Regions from separate parts of the Mus musculus genome. Here all the other regions are linked to region 4. Evidence: chromatin contacts called from public ChIA-PET and promoter capture Hi-C data. All regions are on one chromosome and are shown on one strand. Each heading gives the region's core, a stretch centred on a gene start, on an enhancer-like site or on the middle of the called end of the contact. The rest is flanking DNA. Distances are from core to core; before and after follow the strand shown.

What was found. Promoter capture Hi-C pulls out the DNA fragments that hold promoters and counts their contacts. ChIA-PET counts read pairs in DNA pulled down with a chosen protein or histone mark.
Region 1: an RNA polymerase II ChIA-PET map of memory CD8 T cells shows a contact between it and region 4, with 202 read pairs. The contact joins the enhancer-like site here to the promoter of Skp1 in region 4. A contact is called at or near these places in 4 of 39 promoter capture datasets (3T3-L1-derived adipocytes, the C10 cell line, neutrophils and 1 more), 1 of 484 Hi-C or Micro-C datasets (B cells), 5 of 115 datasets of contacts at active chromatin or transcription factors (double positive thymocytes, effector CD8 T cells, embryonic limb bud and 2 more) and 1 of 9 other capture datasets (liver).
Region 2: a contact with region 4 is called in an RNA polymerase II ChIA-PET map of memory CD8 T cells, with 84 read pairs. The contact joins the enhancer-like site here to the promoter of Skp1 in region 4. A contact is called at or near these places in 10 of 39 promoter capture datasets (the 3T3-L1 cell line, 3T3-L1-derived adipocytes, the C10 cell line and 6 more), 7 of 115 datasets of contacts at active chromatin or transcription factors (the SCID.adh cell line, double positive thymocytes, effector CD8 T cells and 4 more) and 2 of 9 other capture datasets (adipose tissue and liver).
Region 3: a promoter capture Hi-C map of embryonic stem cells shows a contact between it and region 4, with 2.4 times the contacts expected there. The contact joins the enhancer-like site here to the promoter of Skp1 in region 4. A contact is called at or near these places in 23 of 39 promoter capture datasets (the 3T3-L1 cell line, 3T3-L1-derived adipocytes, the C10 cell line and 14 more), 2 of 15 datasets of contacts at CTCF or cohesin (embryonic stem cells and pro-B cells), 9 of 115 datasets of contacts at active chromatin or transcription factors (the NIH/3T3 cell line, cardiomyocytes, double positive thymocytes and 6 more) and 5 of 9 other capture datasets (adipose tissue, embryonic stem cells, liver and 2 more).
Region 5: a contact with region 4 is called in an RNA polymerase II ChIA-PET map of memory CD8 T cells, with 658 read pairs. The contact joins the promoter of Sec24a here to the promoter of Skp1 in region 4. A contact is called at or near these places in 14 of 39 promoter capture datasets (the 3T3-L1 cell line, 3T3-L1-derived adipocytes, the C10 cell line and 9 more), 1 of 484 Hi-C or Micro-C datasets (nephron progenitors), 20 of 115 datasets of contacts at active chromatin or transcription factors (the 230-238 cell line, the NIH/3T3 cell line, T-cell acute lymphoblastic leukemia and 16 more) and 3 of 9 other capture datasets (adipose tissue, liver and pancreatic islet).

Annotation. Positions count from the first base shown.
Region 1 is chr11:51,936,530-51,941,264 of GRCm38.p6, reverse strand. No RefSeq gene overlaps it. Among named protein-coding and RNA genes, the nearest start is that of Gm26061, 25 kb to the left of the region's middle. Within about 2 kb of position 2,329, at least 129 of the 459 cell types and tissues checked have an H3K27ac peak or open chromatin away from gene starts, as enhancers often do. A contact at or near this core is called in B cells, double positive thymocytes, effector CD8 T cells and 3 more, where this site is marked.
Region 2 is chr11:51,872,245-51,876,572 of GRCm38.p6, reverse strand. No RefSeq gene overlaps it. Among named protein-coding and RNA genes, the nearest start is that of Gm39820, 4.6 kb to the right of the region's middle. Within about 2 kb of position 2,127, at least 205 of the 459 cell types and tissues checked have an H3K27ac peak or open chromatin away from gene starts, as enhancers often do. A contact at or near this core is called in 3T3-L1-derived adipocytes, the SCID.adh cell line, the SN4741 cell line and 5 more, where this site is marked.
Region 3 is chr11:51,783,623-51,788,395 of GRCm38.p6, reverse strand. Sar1b (secretion associated Ras related GTPase 1B) reads right to left here. Exons shown (of 7, transcript NM_025535.2): 5 at 143-246. Among named protein-coding and RNA genes, the nearest start is that of Sar1b, 22 kb to the right of the region's middle. Within about 2 kb of position 2,260, at least 5 of the 459 cell types and tissues checked have an H3K27ac peak or open chromatin away from gene starts, as enhancers often do. A contact at or near this core is called in embryonic stem cells, where this site is marked.
Region 4 is chr11:52,229,267-52,234,096 of GRCm38.p6, reverse strand. Skp1 (S-phase kinase-associated protein 1) reads right to left here and starts at 2,102. Exons shown (of 6, transcript NM_011543.4): 1 at 1,979-2,102.
Region 5 is chr11:51,754,727-51,759,691 of GRCm38.p6, reverse strand. Sec24a (Sec24 related gene family, member A (S. cerevisiae)) reads left to right here and starts at 2,858. Exons shown (of 23, transcript NM_175255.3): 1 at 2,858-3,615. The coding sequence starts at 3,519.

The DNA.
Region 1 (4,735 bases), core at 1,080-3,579, 290 kb after region 4:
AAAACAAAAAAAACTTTTAAAAATCAAAATATAAATAAATATAACAAGTCAAATCAAACAGCAGAGACAAAAAGCTTATCAGCTTGTCTAATGAAGAAAGTTCTCGAAGGAAGGTTTCAACTTTCTTTTTTTAAACTAGGTCTCTCTATCACCCTATGTCAGCCTAGCTGGCCTGGATCTTGTTATGTAGACCAGGCTGAAGTCACAGATATTCACCTGCCTCAGCTTCCTAAGTGCTAGGATGAAAAATGGCACCACCACCCGTGACTTAGTGTATCTCTATCCTTACAAACCAAAATAAACAACCTTGTAGGTTGGTTAAGGAAGACTGAGGAAAAGGAAGTGCTTGGAGCCATTCCCAGCCGATGACCCACCCGCGAGCGCAGATGCCAGCGCATATCTGGACTATCATGTAAGTCAGAAGGAAGACACAACTCAGTCAACAAATATTTGGTGTACCTCCTCGGAAGTGTGCTGTTGTGCAAGCAGTGGCTTGGCAGTGATTCTTCGGTTCAGCTGCAAGCTGTTCAGAGCAGGATGCCTTTCAAGAGGAGGAGGGGCAGGTGGAATCATATTCCCACTCCTGTGTGATCCTCCGTGGGGTGTTCCCCACGCTGGGCTGAGCTGCGGAGGCCAGTACTGAGCAGTGAGGAATTCCTGGCATCACGGTAGCTCATTCAGCAGGCTTACTGTCAGTGGACAGCTCCGGAACCTCTCCCCAGACGGCAAGCAGCCTCCTGGGACTGCCTTGGCTGAGTTGGAGCACATTATCAAGATGTAGTTTTGCCTATTTGGTACACTTTTCCCTTAAAAATTCACAAGATTTTAGACCTGGTTGTCGTGCCTTGAGACAGGGTCTCTCAGAATCAGTCTCTGCTTCCCTGTAGAGCCATAACCAGCTTTCTTCAAGGGTGCTGAAGAGTCAAACCCAGGTCCCCATGATTGAAGGGCACATCCTCTTACCCATAAAACCATCTCCTTAATCTCTTGTTCTTAGCTTTTAAGACAAGGTCTCATGTATCCTAGGATGGCCTGGAACTCACTCTATATCAGAAGATGGCCTTGGACTTCTGACACTCCTGCCTTTAAAGTGTTGGAAGTACAGGCACACTCTCCGTGCCCGGTTTTAGGCAGTGCTAGGGAATGGAGCCCAGGACTTTGTGTGCACTAGGCAAGCACTCTACCTAAGCTACACCCCAGTTGTTTTGGAGACAGGGCTTTACAACATAGTTTAGACTGGCCTCCGGCTCCTTACTCTCTTGTTTCTGCTGCCCAAGTACGAGGAATGCAGGCAGATGCAGGAATGTACACAGCTACAGATGTAAAAGTAAATAAATAAGTAAACTGGCCATCCTCTTAGAAACGCTGAGGGTTCCCCATGCCGTGGGCAGGAGGATAGCTGAGAAGACAACCTGTTAAAGGCACTTGCAGTTGTATACAGTTAGAAGTTTAGAGTGACGGTGATCCAATGTAAATAGGAAGCAGAGAGACAGAAAGGACATGCGCTTCGAGAGGCATGTGTGTAGGTACATGCATGAGTGCACAGGCACAGAACAAGTAAGTAAATACAAATGCAATTTTAAAAATCTGCTGGAGAGATGGCTCAGTGGATCAAACACTTGCTGTGCAAACATGAGGACTTGAGCTCGGATTCCTAGAATCTTCACCCCGCCCGCCCGCAGTTACAGTAGTAGCATGGCCATTTGATCCCAGTGCTCCTACAGTGAGATGTGAGGGAGCGACAGAGGATTCCCCAGACCAGGTGGCAAGGGCTGCACAGAGAAACCCTGTCTCAAGGGAGGAAAGAAGAGTCTGCACAGCTTCCCAGGCCAGCAAGGGTGAGTATGCAAAGGGGAACAAAAGACCCGCATGTCTCAAACACGGAAAGGAAGGGCTAACGAATACCCAAGACTGTGCTGGCACCTCCACAGGTGTGCCGTGGTATGCACGCGCCCAAATCCACACACGCATGCATGCATATGCATATATCACATGCAAACACACACACTCACTCACACATACACACTCACAAGCATACACACACACACACACAGTAGCCTATGCTTATGTTCCTAGTCAGGAGGATCTGAAACTCAAGGTAGGCCATTCTCAGTTAGAGAGTGAGCTCCAGGCCAGCCCAGGCTCCAGAGGCCTGGTCTCCTGGCTTGGGCTTGGGGGGAGGTTTAGTAGTAGAACATTTGCCTAAATTACCCAAGGCTCTGCTTCCATTCCTATCTGCAAAAGAAAAGAGCATTTCAGTAGCTCCAAACAGGACCAAACATCTCTGACCTCACACTTCCTGTAGCTCAAGAAGCGGAAGTGACTTAGCTACATGGTTCGAGAGGCTTCAGGCAGGATGTCAGTGGGGCTGTGGTCACCTGAAGGCTTGAGCAGGGTAGTTGTAACACGATGAGAAGTTGACCTTTGGTATTGGCAGGAAGCATGGGTTCCCTACTGTGACCTTAATCCATGCGTTCACTTCCGTGAATCCAAAGCAGGGCCCCTGGCCTTTCCTGACCTAGAGCTTGCAACCCTAGAGAAAGCAAAGCACAATTAATGTTCCTATGAGACACTGTGGCAGAAGTAACACGCCTCACTTTCTACGGCTGCATCTCTGTGATATCTCAGGTTGTAGGTTACACAGGCCAGTCCTACTTAATGGAAGGGAGAAAGGAACAAGAAAGAATATTGGAACTGGGCATTGAGGGTCGCTGGAAGCCATCTTAGAAAATGGCAACCATATTTGCTGTCCTTAAAAAAAGAAGCCTTGAGTTCCAAGATGGCTGCTCTAATTCCAGCTGTCAGTTAGAGACAATGCTTTGTGGTTAAGGTGAACAAAAAGAAAGGAGACAGGGCATACTTTTCTTCCCCTAAGGATGCTTTCTAGATGTTGGACACAACATTCCTCATGTATCTTATTAATCAGAACTTGTTCACATAGCTGCAAAGGAGGCTGGCAAATTTAGTATTTATTCTGGGAGTGTCTGTGTTTGCTCATGCATACACTGAAGGACAAGTGTCAGTCTCTGCCACATTGATAAGGTTGGTGTATGGGGGACATAGAGGACATCACAGACCTTGGGTTTCTGTCTAGATTAGAATTTATGAGCTATCTTGGCTGGTGTGTGTGTGTGTGTGTGTGTGTGTGTGTGTGTGTGTGTGTGTGTGTTATTGGGAAGTACATATTAATAACTCATGATTCAAAAATTCATAAATGTAAAAAGAAAATTGTTCTGAGAGGAGCTGAAGAGACAAATGAGCATTAAAAACAAAGTCAGGGGAGGGCAAGATGGCTCAGAGGATAAAGGTAATTACTGAAAAGTCTGAGGACCTGAGTTCAATCCCTGAGACCCACATGGTGGAAGGATAGAATTGACTTCTACAAATTATCCTTAGACTTCCAAATGGGTGTTATGGCATGTACACACACACACATGAGTGCGCGCACTAAATGAAAACATCAAGACACACCCACTTCTTGAAGCCCAGCCAAGGGTGGTCCTGAAAATGAAGCAGACTCCCTATCTGCACATCACGAGGCCTGGTGAGAGCAGCTTCCTTCTATATGCACAACTGCAGGTTTAAACAAATTGCTGCTGAGTAACGGTCTAAAGGCAGAGGCACAGATGGGCTATTCCACCAGCTGTGTTTTGAAAACGATCATATGATTCCTGATCAATGAACCGAAGAGACTGAATGCAGGCGAGCTCAGAGGAGCAGTGGTATTGCCCTGAGACCTCCTGGAGTCCGCAGCCAGGGTTCTAGCAGCCTGACTCAGCTGGAAAGGGTGTAATACACCAAGGCCTGACCACACAAAAGATGAGCTCTTTGTCTCCCAGGAGGCTGGAGGAGGGCCAGGTTCTGGCTTTACTGAGTGGCCAGTGACAGGGAACCCTGGCCTTAGAAGAAGGCAAAATCTGCAAACAGAATAGCAGGTTCCTGACGAGGCCCTTCTAGTGGGGATGGCTGGTTGTCCTGCTGTGGGCAGCATAGATATTGGGGCCTAACTGAAGATGAGGGTAAAGAGGTTGGACGGAGTGAAGTCTGTGGGATTTGTGGCATGGAAGGTAGTGTGGGGTGTTCTACCTACCTGGTTGTGCCCATGATTAGGGGAGGTGGCCCAAGTGGATGAGGTCTTGGGTCCTGCATCCCTGAGCTGGCCATCTTTGTCAGATCCTGTGTTCCTCTGCTTGCTTGAGCCAAACTTACATTTCCCAACACATTGGGCTGACAGTCACCACAGCCAGCATTCTCCCAAACTTTCTCCTTTGTCTTGCTCAGTGTCCAGTGTTCACCAAGACTTGGAGGACCTCTGCAGACTTCTCATTAGACTCACCTTTCAAGAGAGAGACCTACAGCGTCTGGAGCTGAAACTCAGTTGGTGGAGGGCTTGCTTCACATGCAATGTACCCAAGTTCTGGGTTCTTTTCCAAGCTCCACATGAATGGGGTGCATGCTTGTAATCCCAGCACTCAGGAGCTGCATGTAGGAGTGTCTGAAAGCCAAGGCATCCTTGGCTACATAGCAAGCTCGAGGCCAACCTGAGCTGCATGATACTATCAGAGAGATGGGTGGGGGAGGGAGAGAGAGAGAAGGAGAGAGCAATCCAGCCGATGACTGAGGCCAGTCACCCCATCCTTGGGGAGAAGATGAGGAAGGTTGATGGGTGACTGAGACAGGAGGATGGCAGGGTCGAGTCACAGAGAAGGAAAAGCAGAGTGACCCAGGCTGGACA
Region 2 (4,328 bases), core at 878-3,377, 360 kb after region 4:
CTGTGGCGAAGACATCCAAGCCCAGGTGGGAAGTCTGGCAGAAAAGCGTTTAGGATCTGGGTGAGGGGCCAGATTCAAGGCTCTAAGGCCAGACTGGACATGGCACTCTATGAGACTGCAAGGAACAGTGTGAAGGACGCCCCACCTGAGCCCTGGGCAGTACATGAGGTGGGCCCTACACCAGAGGTGGCACCCACACAGTGATGTCAGTGTCTGAGGATTCCCTGAGAAGACAGGTTGCCAACTGTCTTAGGTATCGTTCTATTGCTGTGAAGGAAGAGACGCCATGATCACAGCAACTCTGATAAAGGAAATCATTTAATTGGTTCTGGCTTACAGTTCCTGAGGTTTAGTCCATTATTGTCATGGTAGGAAGCATGGCAGCCTGCAGGCAGACATAAATGGTGCTAGAGAAGGAGCTAAGAGTTCTACACCTGGATTGGCAGGCATCAGGAAGAGCAAGTGAGCCAACTAAGTCTGGCTTCTGAGACCTCACGGGCCCACCCCCTCCTGATAAACGTCCTTCAACAAAGCCACACCCACTCCAGCAAGGCCACACCTCCTAACAGCGCCACTTCCTATGGGCCTATGAGGCCATTCCTAGTTGCCAAGCCAGATATGATAATGAGTACCAGAAGGCTGAGGTCGGAGGATGGGCAGTATGAGGCCAGCCTGGGACACATCTGGCCCTGAGCTCTGTCCCTTCTGAGCCTTTGCTCACTGCTCTTGCTCAATTGTGTCCCACCCTACAAGAGGATGTACTGAAGTCCTAATCACTGGTACCTGCAAGGTGACCCTACGTGGAAGCCAATTTAATACAGTTAAATTAGATCATTAGAGTAGATGGGCCCCTATGTAGTATGACTGGCATCTTTATAAAAACAGGAAAATTGAAAGCTGAGTGTAGCGGTACAGTGCACCTGTTATGCCAGCACTCAGAAGTCTGAGGCAGGAGAATTGTAAGTTTAAAGGTAACCTGGGTTATACAGTATACATAGTAAGTTCAAGGCTAGCCTGGGTTACAAATGAAATACAGTTCACTGGGCGGGGGGTGGGGGGGGAAGAAGTTTTGGGGGAGGGGGAGGGGGAGGGGTAAGGAGGTGAAGAGAGAGAAAGGAGAGCATGAGGTGAGAGAAAGGGGAAGGAAGAGATGAGGAGGGGAGAAAGAAAGGCATGGAAAAATTGAGTATGAGGGAGGATGATTTGGGTAATACACAGAAGAAGAGGAGGGAGAAGAGGAGGAGGAGGAGGAAACAGCATGTGAAGACACAGAGACACATAAGCAGGCACAGAGGAGACAGCGTGTGGTGGTGAAGGCAGAAACCACAGAGATGTGGCCACAGGCCAGAGAATGCTTGAAGCAACCAGAAGCTGGAAGAGCCAGAAGCACCCTCCCCTGAGGAAGGCATTAGAAGGAAGAGGTCTTGTCAACACTGATTTCTGGCTTCCAGATTCCAGAGAATAAATTTCTGTGACTAACTCTTCCTTTTGTTGGTTCTTCATGGCATCTGCCTTATGAAGGTAACATACCCAAGCTGCCTCTGCCTCCCGCAGTGAACCCCTACCCTGCCCTTTGGCAGGTTCTCTTACTGACCATCCCCACCTGCCCCACACATCCTCCCCTATGCACCCCAACTCTGAGCCCCTCCTGCTCAGTAAGTCTGTAGACTTGGTGGGTATATTGGTCTCATTGAGACTGCAGGCCCTTGGAGGGCAGGCTCTGACCTGCAGTAAGATGTGTGAGTGATACTCAGCACACAGTAGGTGGATAAATACCCCCACAGTAGGTGGGTAGTGAGCCCTGTGAGTCCACTGTAAGCACCATCTACATGGGCAGAGCCTGCTCAAGCGTGGGTTAGGGACACAACAGTCTCTTCAGAGGGCTTCTGGCACCATCTACACAAGCCATCCTCAGCTCTTCCACTCCCGGGTTCCCTCCTGGACCTGTGTGACTCTGAGGAACTTGGGGAATTCCTAACCTCCCCTTTCAACTGAGCCCTTGGCTCTTGGAGTTAGCCACAACCTAACTACTCAGGTCCCTCCAACAAGGGGACTGTGTCTGTGGCTGGATGACTCATGCACACTGCTCCATCCCGCAATCTTGGGCGGGACTTGGGCTGGGGAGGATGCCAGCCAGCTCAGGCTAGGAGCTTGCATCCTGTTGCCCCAACCCAGCCCTACCAGAACAGAGTGTACTCAGAGCTCCAGGACAAAAATCTGGAAACAGAGAGCCGGCTCTCATTTGGACCGAGATCTGAGTGATGAAAAGAGCAGGCAGAGGAAACAGCAAGTTCAAAGTTCCTGAGGTGGGAATGCGCTTGACACAACGGAGACCTGAGAAGAACACAGCAAAGGCCGTGTTACATCTGTCTGTGACTCCAGCCCCCAAGGATCTGGTCAGGACAGACATAGGAGGACTCACCTGGATAATCCAGAGCCATGGCCCATCACAAGCTCCTTCTTTTTTTTTTTTTTTCTTTTTTTTTTTCTTTTTTTTTTTTTTTGCCCCAAGACAGGGTTTCTCTGTGTAGCCCTGGCTGTCTTGGAACTCACTCTGTAGACCAAACTGGCCTGTGAACTCACAGAGATCCTCCTGCCTCTGCCTCCCGAGTACAAGGGTTAAAAGCCTGAGCCACTACCACTGCCCAGCCTAACTAAGCTCCTTAACTTTTTAAGAGTTATTTTTCTTTCTTATGTATGTGTATATGGGGGAGGGGATGCACAAGGGCATGGGGGGGGGGGGGTCCCTGCAGAAGTCAGAAGAGGGTGCCAGATCCCTGGGAGCTGGAATTAAAGTCAGTCATGAAACATCCAAGATGGACACTGGGAACTGAACTTGGGTCCTCTGCGAGAGGAGTAATGGTCTTAACTGCTGAGCCATCTCTAGGCCCAATGTCTGGTTTTGTTTTGTTTTGTTTTGTTTTGTTTTGTTTTGTTTTGTATTTGGGGGTTTTTGTTTGTCTGTTTGGTTGGTTTGTTTGGTTTTTCTTGAGACAGGGTTTCTCTGTATAGCCCTGGCTGTCCTGGAACTCACTCTATAGACTAGGCTGGCCTCGAACTCAGAAATCCTCCTGCCTCTGCCTCCCAAGTGCTGAGATTAAAGGCCCGTGCCACCACTGCCCGACGCCAATGTCTGTATTTTATTCATCTCTGCAGAATCTCTTTTGTCTCCTAACGGAACATCATCCCAGATTCTGGGAAGTACACTGAAGACAATGGGGTGGGTGTTGTTTCTCTCCTATGCCCTTTACATCCTCCCTACCTATTCAGATGTAACCATGATCTACCAGCTCATCACAGGCCACAGCTTAAACCTCCCTCCCCTTTGTCACATCTCCACCATCAACCACACCCTTCCATCTTTCTCTTCATCTGACACATATCTTCCAACCCTTCAGTCATCTAATAAGCAGACTTTAAAAGGTCAGTTGAGGGGCTGGAGAGACAGCTCCGTGGTTAAGAGCCCTAGCTGCTCTTGCAGAGACCCTGTTTTCCGTTCCCGGGAGCCATGTGGTGGCTCACACCCATTCATAACTCCAGTTCAAGGGATCCAATGTCATCTCCAGATCTCCTTAAGCACCAGGGACTCCTGTGGTTCACACAGAATCACAACCCTTGTGCATGTCAAATAAAAATTAAATCTTTTTAAAAGTGCCTTTACCTCTTGGACCTCAGGGTCCCTTGACACACTGTCATTGTCAGCCCATGCGTGCATTTAACTTCGTCACCTTCATAAGGACTCTTTCCTTCTTACTTGTTTGGTGACATGTGGGTCTTGCTACATAAGCCGTGCTGACCTCAAACTCACACATTTGAGGAGCCACCCTGCCTCAACCTCCCAAGCTCTGGGATTAGAGAGATGCCCCACCAACCCTGCGGGGACCATTCTTCTCTAGACTCACTCCAGGCTGCTCTAGCTGCGTCTTACTTACTATGCATAAATAATGCAGACTCTCTGGAACTGGATGTTGATTTTAGATTAAAAACGTGGGTTTAAAACGTATATCTGCTAGGCAAGCACCGTGTGCATCAAATCACAAAGCCTCAAGTTAGATGGAAATTATTTTTAGGTTGTCTGGGAAAATAGCTCAAAAGACGGAGACTCCAGAGACATGGCCTTAGGCTTGTGTGGGCATGTGCTGATAAAGGGCAGACACAGATGCATATGTACGAGTACTCTCCCCCTTCCCTCAGCCCCCACACAAGCATCTCCTTGTTGGCTTCCCTTCTCTTCCCCTCCCCTCCCCACCCATCATCCGAACAGAGCAGACACGTGTGAGCAGCAACTTATGTCCTACCTCATCTTGTATCCTGTTTCCCTTTCTTCT
Region 3 (4,773 bases), core at 1,011-3,510, 450 kb after region 4:
CAGCACCAGCTCAGACCATCCCTGACCCAGTCAGGCGCTTCCTCAGACAAAGCTGAGAGTTGCTCTCCGACAACTCCAACTGCAACTATCATCAGGCTGCCCAGAGGGAGTTCACTGTGTTTAGTTTAATTATTCAACTTACATCAAGTTCTTCTTTTGATTCTAACAGCCTTTCATGGTCTGCACAATCCACAAGAAATACAATGCCATTGATAGCAGGAAGGTAGTTTTTCCATACTCTTCGGGCTAACAAAAACAATCAGGAGTTAGGATTTATGTGTTGGTCAAACCTAGCGGATGGTTTGATGGAAGAGTCCAACAAGGCCTCCAGTGTACTGGCGTCTCCCTTTGGCTGCTATTTTACTGTACAGCCAACTGCATTTTTTGCCAAAGACTTTAGTACCAAATCTTCCCCAGAAAACCAAAACAAATGTCAGACTCTCCGTGATTCGGGGCAATGAAATCCTTTACTCTTCCCCATTAAGAAATAGAGTTAGGAGCAGGAGAAATGGCTCGGTGCTTAAGAGTGCTTCCTGTTCTCCCAGAGGACCGCAGCTTGGTCCCCAAAACCCACATCAGGTGGATCACAACTGCCTGCAACTCCAGTTGCAGGGGAGGGGACCCAACACCCTCTTCTGCTTCCACAGGTGCCTGCACACAGGCTGCACACACATGTGTACACTCACAGACACAGTGACTCTCATTATTAAGGTCACTAGAAAACCACTATAAACTCTCATCAACTAATTTAAGCAGTGTGTGTGTGTGTGTGTGTAAGTGCAGTATTTTTTGACATTTCTCATTTCTGAAGTTTAAGTGGTAAGTATGAAATCAACAACAGATGGGTGTTAGTGCCAAGTACAAGCTTGGCAAGTTACAAACTGTTGTATTCAAAACAGGAAACAATTTTTTTTAAAGATTTATTTATTTTTATTATATATAAGTACACTGTAGCTGTCTTCAGACACTCCAGAAGAGGGAGTCAGATCTCATTATGGGTGGTTGTGAGCCACCATGTGGTTGTTGGGGTTTGAACTTCGGACCTTCAGAAGAGCAGTCGGGTGCTCTTACCCACTGAGCCATCTCACCAGCCCCAGAAAACAAATTTAATTAATGAAAATATTCTAAATAGTGCCACCAGCTAGGGACAAAATGGTCAACATATAGCCTTGTAAGAACATTTCTTCCTCAACTCTGAGAGCATTCAAATGGAGGCTGGAGCCATGGCTCCGTGCTTAAGTTGGATGCTCCTCCCTCCAGAGGACCAAGGCTTTGTCCCAGCACCCACTAGCTTTTCACAATCATCTCTAACTCTAGTCCCAGGGAATCCGATGCCCTCTTCTGACCCTGAGGGCACCAGGCACACGAGGTACACAGACAAGCATGTGTGAAAAATACTCAAGTAAGTAAATCTAAACAAAAAGCATTTTCTTTCAGTAGTAGAGAAACATTTCTCCACTGTCTTCAAGCTTACCTTGTTTCTCATGACAAATGTGCTGCTTCTCTGCTTTGATTTCTTATTTCTGTGTGTGAGAGTGGGGGGAAGCACGTGTGGAAGTCAGAAAACAAATGTTGGGCGTCTGCTCTCTCCTTATACTCAACTCGGCAGCAAGCGCCCACGGCTACTGAGCCACCTCCTGGCCTGATATGCTTTCCTCTCTCTTAGCTGCGATCTCTGCGGGCCCCATGTCTTTCTGCTTCCCTCCTCTAGGTGTTCTTCTCAGTTAATGGCCCGAGCACTTTCATTTCTGGGGCTTTAGTGTTGTTTGCATCACATTGTGCTTGGTATTCATCGAGCTCTTTGCATTTGAGAGGTGACAGTTTTCTTGGATTTATTGCACTTTTTATGCATAAGTGCTTGCCTGCATACGTGTCTATGCAGCGCATATGTGCCTGGGAGCCAAGAAGAACAAAAGGAGCTGGATTCCCTGGAACTGGAGCTATGGGTGGCTGTGAATCTCCATGTGGTTGCTAAGACTTGAACCTAGGTCCTCTGCAAGAGCAACAAGCATTCTCAACCACTAAGCCGTCTCTCCAGCCCTAAGTTTCCATTTTCATCAGAGTGGAAAAACTGGGATCTGATATCTCACTTATTTTTTTCTATCCCTTTCCTGGGGAATTCCTGGTACACATGCATTTTACCCCAGCTTTTTAAATGTTTTTATTTTATGTGTATGAGTTGTGCTGGTATGTATGTGTGTCTGTCCACGTGCATGCAGTCCCCACAGAGGCCAGCAGAGGGCATCAGATCCCCTGGAACTGGAGTTACAGAAGGTTGGGAGGCATCACGTAAGTGAGAGAATTAAAGCCGGTCAGTGCATTCAGTGCTCTTAACCACTCTGCCCGCTCTCCAGCCCATTCTTCAGGTTCTTAAAATGTAGGTCAAGAAAAATCTGATAACAGTCAAAGGTTTCTGAATGTTCAAGAACAAAAACAAACTAAAAAACCGGAGCGCCTTGATTCTGGTGTGTCTCCGGCACTGCTGGCTCACGTGCGTCTGTTGCAGCACTTGGCTTCCCCGCAGTCTTGGTGCAACCACATGAACATGTACTGGGCACATCACACCACACAGCTCCAAGCAACACTGCTTCAGATGCCCTGGCTCGGATTCCCGACTACCATGTGAGGAACTGCAAGGTCTTAGCTGTGCAGACAGTTTTCTGTTCTTCTAGAAACATAACGGGCTGGAGAGGTGGCTCAGTGGTTAAGAGCACTGGCTGCTCTTCCAGGGAACCTGGATTGACTCAGTTTCCAGCACCCACACGGCAGTTCACAACTGTGTGTAATTCCAGTTCCAGAGGATCTGACACCCTCACATAGACATACATGTAGCCAAAATACTAATGCACATGAAATAAATTTATAAAAAAAGAAAGAAAGATATGGTTTAATTTCAGAAAGCAAAGACTTTCAATATTTTCCTACCACCGTTTCTCAGAATGTAAGTATCAAACTAATATAGCTCTGCATTGTACTGTTTTTGAATGACTTATTTTAAAAACTGTTGCTTAGGGCTGGCGAGATGGCTCAACGGGTAAAAGCACTGACTGCTCTTCTGAAGGTCCCGAGTTCAAATCCCAGCAACCACATGGTGGCTCACAACCACCCATAATGAGATCTGATGCCTTCTTCTGGTGTGTCTGAAGACAGCTACAGGGTGCTTACATATAATAAATAAATAAATCCAAAACAAAAAAACAAAAAACAAAAAAACCCTTTTACTTAAGTTGCTGATTGCGGTTGCATAAAAAGAGGGTAAAAATCATTAAATCATTAAACACCCAAACATATAAAAGTAAATAAATCTTAAAAAGAGAAAGAAAGAGCCAGGCCTGGCGTGGGTCTTGAGTTTGAGGCCAGTCTGATCTAGAGAGCGAGTTTCAGGACAGCCAAGGCTACACAGAGAAACCTTGTCTCAGAAAAAAAAGGGAATTTGAAAAATGTTACAGATTCTGTCTCACAGTAAAAATATTCAGCTATCATTTAATTCTTTATGTAAAAACAAGCAAATATAGCCATCTTATTAGTATGCAAATTTGCCTTAATCTTTAATAAGTGGTAAAATTATATGTATATATGTATCAAAGACTTTTTACAAATAATTCTTTGATTTTTTATTAAAAATTAATTAACTAAAGTCTATAAAAAAATCATGAAGGTAAAGCCGGGCGTGGTGGCACACGCCTTTAATCCCAGCACTCGGGAGGCAGAGGCAGGCGGATTTCTGAGTTCGAGGCCAGCCTGGTCTACAGTGTGAGTTCCAGGACAGCCAGGGCTACACAGAGAAACCCTGTCTCGAAAAACCAAAAAAAAAAAAAAAAAAAAATCAGGAAGGTAATTTTTTTTCTTGAGACAGGGTTTTGGAACAGGGACATCCTTGGCTGTCCTAGAACTCACTCTATAGAACAGGCTGCCCTCTGCCTCCTGAGTGCTAGGATTAAAGGTGGGCACCATCACCACAGGCTCAATTTTTATTCTTAAAAAATAAATTTTATTATTTTATGTGCATGCGTGTATTGCCTGCATGTATGTATGTATGTATGTATGTATGTATGTATGTATGTGTACTGTGTGTACCTGGTTCCTGTGGAAGTCAGAAGACACCAGAGCCCTTAGAACTGGAGCTAAAGACAGTTGTCAATTAGCCATGTGGGCCTCTGGAAGAATAACAAGTGCTCTTAACTCTCCAGCCTGAGAAAACAATTTTTAGACTACTCTGATGAGAAGTAACTAATGACTTGAGCTTTATGGCCTAGCTGAAAAATATTGTAGAGATGAAATTTCAAGCAAACTCCATTTGATTCTATATTTTATCTATGTATATTATTAGTAGTAGTATTACTAATGATGTACCTGTGAGTACAAGTGTGTGCGTGCAGAGCAACTTGTGGAGTTTAGAGGATAGCCCGTGAAGTCTGCTCTCTCCTTTCGCTGTGAATGCTGGAATTGAACTTGGTTTTCAGGTTTGCAAGGGAAGCACTCTGACCCACCAAGCCATCCTCCCAGCTCTAGATTCTAATTCTCTAATCTTTATACCCCAGAGATTAACACATGTGTCTTAAATGTGCTTTCACTAGCCACAGCCACTGAAAGTCTTTTCCAAATATATGTCACAGGCTTTAAAAATACCTTATTATTATTATTATTATTATTTATGGAGCTGGGAATGAAGCCCATGTGAGGTGGTATGCCCTCACACAGCATCAGCACTGTGGGTTGGCACCCCACACTAACACCAGGCTTTAGGGGGCCTTTAGGTCTGGAGCATTTGCT
Region 4 (4,830 bases), core at 853-3,352:
AAAATGAGTCATCAGGGAAAAAAAAAAAGCCAAATAAAAACAAATCAGTATTAATACTAAAAGCTCTAAGCCAGCAATTTCTTATCATCAGATTTCCCCCTCATCCCTTCAAAAGAGGATTAATTCAAGACCTCTTTAAAATTCACAAGCAACTTTTTTTCTGATAGTTTTTGTTTTGTTTTTTGAGATAGGGTTCCTCTGTATTACCCTGGCTGTCCTGGAACTTAAGACTAGTCTTGAACTCAGCCATAAACCTGCCGCTGCCTCCAGTGCTGGGACTAAAGGTGGGCACCAAAATCCCTACCTCACATGCAACTAGGCAGGTCTGTGCTTCTAAGGAAGATACAAGCCTTCAATGTTACTCTAAAGGTACTTCTTAAGCATTTCTGGATCTGAGTTGTATTACTAACGCGATTTTTCACAAAAGTACAGGGTTTAGCATTTAAAATAACTACTACACCTATTTTAGGGTCAAACACTTAAGACTCAGCACATCTCCTAAAATATTCATTCAGCTTTCTGAGACACTTGTCCCCAATTCCTCAAGTAAACAAGCTTCAAGAAAGGGGGTTGGGAGAGGTAAAGCTTGTTTTACAATCATCCATTGAAATACCCAGCTCCCACTCATCCATGGTTGAAGAGACTCAAGAGTTCACTTTTCAACTAACAAACATGTCTGCAGAACAGAGAAGTCAGAGCAGCAGACCCTCCCTATGATAAGGCAACAATAAAAGTTAAAATAGGCCAGTTTTTAATAGCAAGACACTGTGTTCTTTTTATGATCTCTAGTACTACAATGAGCATTCCAGAACAAGTCTATGTAGTTGATAAAATTATTTTAAAAGACCACCCCGTATTTCCTTGAAATAATTCACAATAAATAAAGATGTGCTTAGTCATAGTCAAATTTAGGTATTAGGTTACTTGCAAGGGAGCCAGGATCTTATTAAATGACAGGGAGGCAATCGGTTAATCTGTAATTCAACGCACTCTGTAATCCTAGACTTCACTTTTGTTGTTGTGTTGGAATTAAGTGCAAAATTTTTAAGTAATAATGTATGAGGTTTCGATTTGATATGCTTTCAAAAAACCCTTCTTCAGTTCTCTAAGCTCCTAGACTTGGAAATTAATCATCCAAGTCTAGCATGAGAATTCTAGTATACCAGACTTTAAAAACAAACCTGTTTTAAGTGACTCGAAATTCTGACACTTGTTACTACACTGCAGGACGGAAGAGACTGCATTGTTCTATGCCACAATACAGTCTACTGTAACATTCTGCTGAAAAACTGAGTCTCCAAACCTGAGGACTCCGTGAAAAAGTGAACCAGAAGGCAGGTTTTAGCACTATCCCTTAAAAAACCCAAACACCTCAGGTTTTAGCGTCAAATGCCACACACCTCAGACGACAGTGTCTATTACAGTAACAAGTTCAGAGACTGCAGAACGTGACAAAACGCAAAGAAACATTGGGAGTCTGTTACCTGCATATTCGGTGGTTAAAAAGGTGAGACCAATAAGGAGCTAATTGACGCCAGATACAGGAGAAAAGGGAGGGAGCCAAGAATCAAATGGCAACGACAGCCACCACCTGGAACGGCCCAGGACCCCTACTCAAAGCCTCGCTGCCCACCCGGCCTGGAGCGCGGAGCAGCAAGCCTGTCGCTAAGGCAGGCCCGGTACGAAGCCTGGGCCTTCCAGTCGCGTTTGGGGCCGACTGACGTCGCCTGCAAAGCGGCAGGCCTGCCACAGGGCTCGACTCTCTTCCCTGAGCGAGCGCCGAAAGGATGGGAGACCCTTGAAGGCCTGACTCGGCCTCCTCGTGCCTCCCGCGGTCCGGGGGTCTGCAACGGGCCGCACGGCGCCTCAGGATACGAGGCCAGGTCGCCTCGCCGCCTCGTGCACTCCACAGCCAACGCGAGGCTCCCACCCAGCCCCTCCCTCGAGGAACGTGTCCGGCTCGCGGGTTGCTACTCACGGTGCTCCGTCTCAAGACCGCAGGCCCGAGGCTGCCGGACAGAGTTCACAACCACAACGAAGTATCGAGAACAAGGCCACTCGAGCGGCGCCGCGCGGCGTCGCCTTTTATAGCAGCGGGACGCAGGCGCCGAGGACCCCGAGCCCGTGACGTCACACAGCCGGCCGGGCTGGCCGTTGAGATCGCCTGACGGCAGTCGAAACACAGGCGGCAGACCCTGAGCGCCGCAGAGGTCTCCTGGAGAGGTGCTGAGCGGCGGCGGGTGGAGGGGTGGCTGGGCAAGAGAGGGACGTCCTCCTTACTCCGCTGGCCTAAACAGCGCCATGCTCTCCTTCAAAGCGGACTCCGGCACCGGCTGGGAAACCATCTCGACCCGAAGGGTCTTTCAGGCATGGGCTGTCTTAAACGGCTTGAAAGACCCCAGTCCTGGAAAAGCCTGGAAACAACAAACCGCAAAACCGGTTGTGGGTGTGTGTTTTCCTTAAAGGAGTCGCCTCAGCCTGACCACCGTTACTCTCCTAATAACCTAAGGAAATAGAATTGAGTTTGCTGACCAGGGGTTCAGGAGTTGAACCTTCTCTACTGATACTGAATTAAATATATATATATATATACATGTATGCCATGTTGAGACAAAGGTGTTTCTTTAACCTAGGCGGCTTAGAATTCTTAAATACTCCTGACATGGTACACCTGCTTATTTGATTTTTAAAGTTTTATTTTCTTTGCATTTTAAGACGGGACCCTGTTTGGCACAGAGTAGCTGTAAATTCAGTATGTTGACCAGGTTGGTCTAAAATTCATGATCTCCTTCCACCTGCGCTGGGGTCACAGGCATTTTCACCACATATATACTTGCCTGAAACTCTTGTTGTTTTGTTTTGAGACAGGGTCTTACTATATAAGGCTTGGAGCTCGCTATTTAAACTCAGATCTGTCTGCCTCCCAATAGCCAGCTTGGAGATTCGAGGCTAGGACCACCCTGTTGGCTAATCTTCACCTTTATTTCCTACCTTTGAACTTTGAAGAGGCTTCCAGGCCCCCAAATAGCCATTGTTGGAGTGAAGCGCCAAGCCTGGAGAGAGTCAATGTGAATGTAGCATGGAGGTTACATTCTTTGGGTAACCATGCTCTAGGCCAATCTGTGAGGCCAGTGCTGGGGATCCATCCAGCAATGAACGGGGACAGTCAGGCTCAACCTGAACAGGCTATGCTGTACAGGCGGCTCAAAGAAGGCTGTGATAAGGTCGCTAGAATGAAACAGCTTTGAAGTAAAGGGAGAGGCCTGAAAGCACCCATCTGGCCTCAGCCCAGCCAGGAAGAGGGCAATTGCCTGCCCTGCCCTGCCCTGCCCTGCTGTGTCTAGGGAGCATCACTAGCCCCACCAAGGCGCCAGGCTCACCTAACCAGTGAGCACATGATTGGTATTCCTGGCACCACGAAGACAAAAGACTTTTCCACACAGGGCCTCCTAAAGAAACCAGAGACTACAGCTTCTCTAGGACAAGACTGGGCAGAGAGACCAAGCAATGGGTTGAATTACCAGGTCTTTGTCTGCTGGTATCCAATGTCTGCCAGGTGCCAGAGTCGATGACAGAAGATGAAAGACCCACAGTTCTCAGGCTTTTTATCTGCAGCGCTGCCTGCCCTTCACAGCTCCGGCTTCGGGCCTCCTAGGGAAGGCCCACTAGAGAGCCTTTTCCTCCACGTGCCATAAACTCGGTGGGCTCCTTAAACAGTCCTGGGTCATACAGCGAGCCTAAGAAGCCAGCACACTGCATGGCACAAAGTATATGGTTTTCCCCAGAGGTCTGAGAGCCTCCAGTAACGGAATTAACAAATGCTTAGAGCAGAAAATGGAGATTTGGGTGCTGGAACAAAGCTTAGCGTGCCCAGGCCCCTGAGTTCAATCCTTGCCATGCTCAGACTATTTAAGGTGCACGATAGTTCACAAAAGATGCACAAGAAATCCTTTGCCTAAAGAAATGGAACTAGCAGCTGGGGCAAACGTAGGGTGATTGATATATATATATATATTCCCACCATTTGGATATGGGTTCATAAGCGTGTATTATATATCAATTTTCTACCTGTAATGGATTGGATGCAGGACTACAACTCTTTTGCAAGTCTATTTATTTTCTGGGTCTGGGGATGTAGTTCAGTTGGCAGTGTGTATGCCTAGCATATGTGAGGCCATGGGTTTGATTTCCAACACCCCCACAAACTGCATGATGGCACAGGTCTGTAACTCCAGCACTCAGGAGACAGAAGCAGGAGAATCCGAAGTTCAAGGGCATCCTCTACACATAGTGAGTTCAAGAATAGCCTGGTCTACATAATTTTGGGTCAGCTAAGGCTATAAAGCAAGAACCTAAATCAAAAAAAGAATTTTTTAGTGGATAATACAATAATTAATTGGTACCACTCAAGAAAAGGCAGCTAAGCCAGGCGGTGGTGGCACAAGCCTTTCCCAGCACTTGGGAGGCAGAGGCAGACAGATTTCTGAGTTCGAGGCCAGCCTGGTCTACAGAGTAAGTTCCAGGATAGCCAGGGCTACACAGAGAAATCCTGTCTCAAAAAAAACAAAACAAACAAACAAACAAAAAAACAAAAACGAAAAACAAAACAAAAAGAAAAAGAAAAGGCAGCTGAGTCCATTTTCAGTGTAATGAATCTAACCCGTGAGCAGGTTTTTCTGCCTTTTAAACTATCCAAGGTGATTCTTAAGCTTAGAGTAATTGGAGAAACTTCTGGGGTAGGGCCTCAGTGCTAATGCATTGCCAGGAAGGAGCAGTATTTATCAGAAAAGACTGGAGTAGTGCCACACTTTTTTAATCAACTCCACTTTA
Region 5 (4,965 bases), core at 1,609-4,108, 480 kb after region 4:
GCTGGGTTACAGGTATGCACTACCTGGCCTCTCCTTAAGATCTTAAAGTTGACAAATTGGAAGGTAAAACATTCAGAAACATAACCATAGTTTGGGTGTTAATAATAGCAACAAAGAAATTTAGGAGTGGAACAAAATAGTTTACTTATTAGTCAACTATTTATAGCTATTTAACTGATTTAACCAATCAGGTTATTTACTTTTAAAAATCTGAGCACAAAGATATTGCTTAAATGGGACAAAGTTCAAAGAAAGATTGATTTAACCAAATCAAACCACTGTGCCAAGGTTAACAAACCAAGATAATTCCAAAGGGGTTGAATATAAAGAGATTAAACCACGGGAAGTTGGAAATTATGCCTTAAGCATTTACCTCTTTGAAGAGAGACCAATTTTTTTTTTTTCTGACCTCACAAAACTTCGGCAGTTTCTGAGCTCTATTTTCTCTTTAAAGTGAGGCTTAGATTTTTGTTGTTTTTTTGGGGGGGGTTGTTTTGTTTTGAAAGATTTATTTTATATGAGTACACTGTAGCTGCCTCAGACACACCAGAAGAGGGCATTGGATCCCATTAAAGATGGTTGTGAGCCACCATGTGGTTGCTGGGAACTGAATTCAGGACCTCTGGAAGAGCAGTCAGTGCTCATAATCACTGAGCCATGTCTCCAGCCCCCTGGTTTTTGTTGTTATTGCTTTGTTTTACTGCTTTTAGGTATGTGGTTTGGGATTTTTATCATAGATGTTCTTTTTTTTTTAAGATTTATTTATTATTATATATAAGTACACTGTAGCTGTCTTCAGACACTCCAGAAGAGGGCGTCAGATCTCATTACAGATGGTTGTGAGCCACGATGTGGTTGCTGGGATTTGAACTCAGGACCTTCGGAAGAGCAGTCAGTGCTCTTACCCGCTGAGCCACCTCGCCAGCCCATCATAGATGTTCTTAAGTGAAAGTTTGATTAAAAGTCATCTTCAGCCAGGAGTAGTGGCGCGTGCCTTTAATCCTAGCACTCAGGAGGCAGAGGCAGGTAGATCTCTATGAGTTCGAGGCCAACCTGGTCTACAAGGCAGTACCAAGATGAGAAACTGTCTCTAAAACACAAAGCAAAACAAACCAAAGAGTTTCATCTTCATCCTAAAGAAGCCTACCTGGATCTTGTAATAAGGAGTGGGGGCGTGGAGAGACGGCTGGTAGTGAAGAGCACCGGCTGTGCTCCCAGAGGACTAGGGTTCCTTTGCTATCACTCACATCATGGCGGTCACAACTGTCAACTCCAGTGCTGGGGGATGCAGTGCCCCCTTCTGACCTCTGTGTGGGCACTGCATACACATGGTGTAAAATACTTTTTTTTTCTTTTCTTTTCTTTCTTTTTTTTTTTGGTTTTTCAAGACAGGGTTTCTCTGTGTAGCCCTGGCTGTTCTGGAACTCACTCTGTAGACCAGGCTGGCCTCGAACTCAGAAATCCACCTGTCTCTGCCTCTCAAATGCCGGGATTAAAGGTGTGTGCCACCATCGACCAGCGTGTAAATACTTCTATGTAGGTACCCATACATACAGAAAACAAACTTTAAAACAATAAAACAATCTTTTTTTTTAATTGTTTAATTCCACTCAGAGCAAATATATTTTAGTATGGTTTTGAGGTAACTATTAATGAAATCAAGGTTAGGGTAAATTTGTATATGTGGTTACTGCTTGCTTCTTGGGTCTGACAGTAGTTTTAGATTGTGCTCTTTTTCTGTAATACTTCGTAGCCAGCATTAGATAGTAAATGAGTTTGGTAAGATGTACTTTCGCCCGAGGTTGTGAAACTCATGGCATAATACGTTTCAATCAGCAGCACACATCTGTGAAGGACTTTGTCATCTGCTTGGAGCAGGTAAAACCAAAGTAGCTAAAGATCACACTGATATCACTAAGTATGTTGCATAACCAACCAGTTTCTACTTCTCTTTGGTCTTACAAGTCAGAAAGTCTGTTTGGGGGTAAAAATAAAAGCAACCCACAAGCTACTTGCCCAGAAAGGACATTTGAATTATTCGACTTAATGTAAACTCTCATAATGTAAACTGCCTTTAATTCTTTTGAACTCAGGGCTTCTTCCTACAAGGTTAGGGAAACTCTTTATGAGTGACCTACATATCTAACCCCTTTTAAAGAAACTGAGTCCTGGTAAATTGCCCAGGCTGGTCTTGAATTCAAGATCTTCCTGCCTCACTTTTCTGTATCCAGAACTATAGGAGTACGATACCATTACAATTACCATTTTAAATGTTATTTAGTCCGGGGCCTCAGTATTTTTTTTTTTTTCGGGACAGGGTTTCTCTGATTAGCCCTGATTGTCCTGGAACTCACTCTGTGGACCAGGCTGGCCTCGAACTCAAAAATTCGCCTGCCTCTGCCTCCTGAGAGCTGGGACTAAAGGCGTGCGCCACCACGCCCGGCTTGGAGCCTCAGTATTAACTAAATACTTGTTATTATAGAAGTTGCCTAGCTCAGTGTAAACTAAGGGCTTCCCTAGGACATTGGACTCCATTGTCAACACTGGGATAGGAGAGGGATGGATTCCCGATCCATGTGTGGTGGATGTACTTCGGAGTGACTATGCTACCAACAGGCTAACGTCAAAATTAATCTTAATCCTCCAGTTGAAAAGAAGAGCTTCCTCCTTAACGTCATCAGACATTTTAACCTTGACCCAGCATCTTCACTCCAGCCCTGGCTGACCTGACTAGGCCGCCTTCGAACTTAGAACACTTCTGCCTCGACCTCCTGATTGCCGCCATGTCCCGCCCATGACACTTTGACAAACACACGTAATTGAACACCTCTTTTTAAAATTCTCTTGCACTCTACAGCTGGCATAGCATCGGCTGGGCCACCAGCGGTAGCCGAGGACATCGGTCGTCTCAGGTAATCCTCAGAGAATCCCGGAAGAGGAGCCGGGTCTCTCCTGTCCCACCCAATCGATTCTAAAAATCCGCACCACCCCTGGGACTGTCAGCAAGGTGACGTTCTCCACGCCGGGTATTTTCGCAGTGGTGACACAGGCTACTTCCGGCGGGCGGCGGGAGTCCGTGACGTGGCAGGCGAGTCCGTGCACGGTCCTCCGGGCCCGGACACGGGACTGTCAGGTGCCCTCGGGGCAGCTCCCCGGGGACAGAGAGCACGGCCGCAGCCTCCAGCCGGAACCGGAAGTGCCACGTGTCCCCACTGTGCCTGCGCGGCCGGCGGCTCCGCCCAGGGCCTCCCTCCTCTCCGGGTTCGGCTGCTGCCTCCGAGCCCGGCGTTCCCAGCCCAGCCGGCCTGACTCCGGAGCCTCTCCGCGCCCTGGCCAGGTCGTGGCCGCCGGCGGGCAGAAGACACGGACACGCCATGCCTCTACTTTGACGTGCCACCCCGCGTGTTCCGCTTCTCCGGCCTCCAGGTCCCTGCCCTCGGTTTTCCTGTTGGAGCTCTTAGGCTGGGCGCTGCGGTCGACCCCGACGGCTCCGTCTTACCCTGAGATCCCCGGGCGCCATGGCCCAGCCCCGGATCCCCGCTGCCCGCGGTGCCGCAGCTAGCCTCCAGGCCCAGAACGGAGCCGCCTCAGCCTCGGGGTCTCCCTACACCAACGGTGAGTGCCGCACGGGGGCGGGGAGGGCGGCACAGCTCGGGCCAGGGACAAGTCCCAGCCAGGTCTACCGCGGGGAGTGGCGGATGACGGCCTGGACCCGGGAGCCGCGGTGGACATGCACCTGCAGATCCACGCTGGTGGGACAGTTTCATGTGTATTTATAGGTTCAGCCTGCAAACAGTAAGCACCTGCAGTATGCAACGTCTGAGATAAACAAGAGGTGAACAAGAATCGTAGACGAAATCAGTTCCCAGAACTGCCTTATGGAGGTCATAGTGTCTGGGTGTCATCACGCAATGCGCCACCTCAGTCCTGTGTCCTGGAGGGCAGGGTTCATCTCGGGTCCGCAGGCTCGAAGTGCAGGGGGGTGGCGGGTCAGTGCTTATTAATACTAATTTGCAGAGATGAATGAATGACTCCGTCTTTGACAGATCCCTTTAGGACTTGCTCATCTCTGCAGGGATCTTTCTTCAAGGATCTTCTTCCTACGACAGTCCTTGGGCCTCCTGTTTAGTTTTTCAGTTGTGGAAGAACCAAATAGATGGATGGCTAGGGCTTCGTTTCTAGGGCCCTCCTCTTCATTTAGAATGTAAGTTAGTCACAACTCTCTGAACCCTAGAGAGAGTACATCTGGCACTATAATTTATCATTTGGCGGGAGAATATCTTATAATTGGATATCTCTTCTAGGATTCCTGACGCCTTCCTACAGCGTGATTTGCTAAGCTTATTTTAATTGATATAATAAAGACTCATTTTCTGCCTACTTACAAATTAGCCTACAAATCTTTGCTTTATGGGAAGAAGACAGGGAGAATAATACTAAAGTACTTACTGTGCCCATTTAAAGTTGTAGAAAATAGCCAGTGACTAAAATTGCTGGTTACAATGTATTTAGAGAAGACTACTGTTTTCTTTACAAAGAATGTTCTTTGTAAGACTTAAAAATGTGGGTAGGCAGCTATGTGGGCAGGGCAAGAGAAGCTGAGAATCACTGACAGGTTTTCAACTTGAATTGTTTCTTGAGTTTATAGTAAGAGATTATGTAAACTACATTTTCTTCTGTGACATTGACATTTGCTGAGAAGATGCAATCATCCACTTTAAGGTGAAAACAACTGAAGATGTCGCCTGTGTGGGTTTTGCTTACGAATTGCACTTAAATCACAAAGTAAATGTGCCAGTAAGCTTACATGCAAGTAGAGCTGTGAGGACTTTGAAATGTTTTTGCAGGAATTGAATCAGTATGTTAGGCTCTGTTGGAGATATTCCATTGCTATTTATTTATTTATTTATTTATTGACACTGTCTCGCTCTTATCTCCAGTTGGCTTGAAACTTGTGGCAATTCT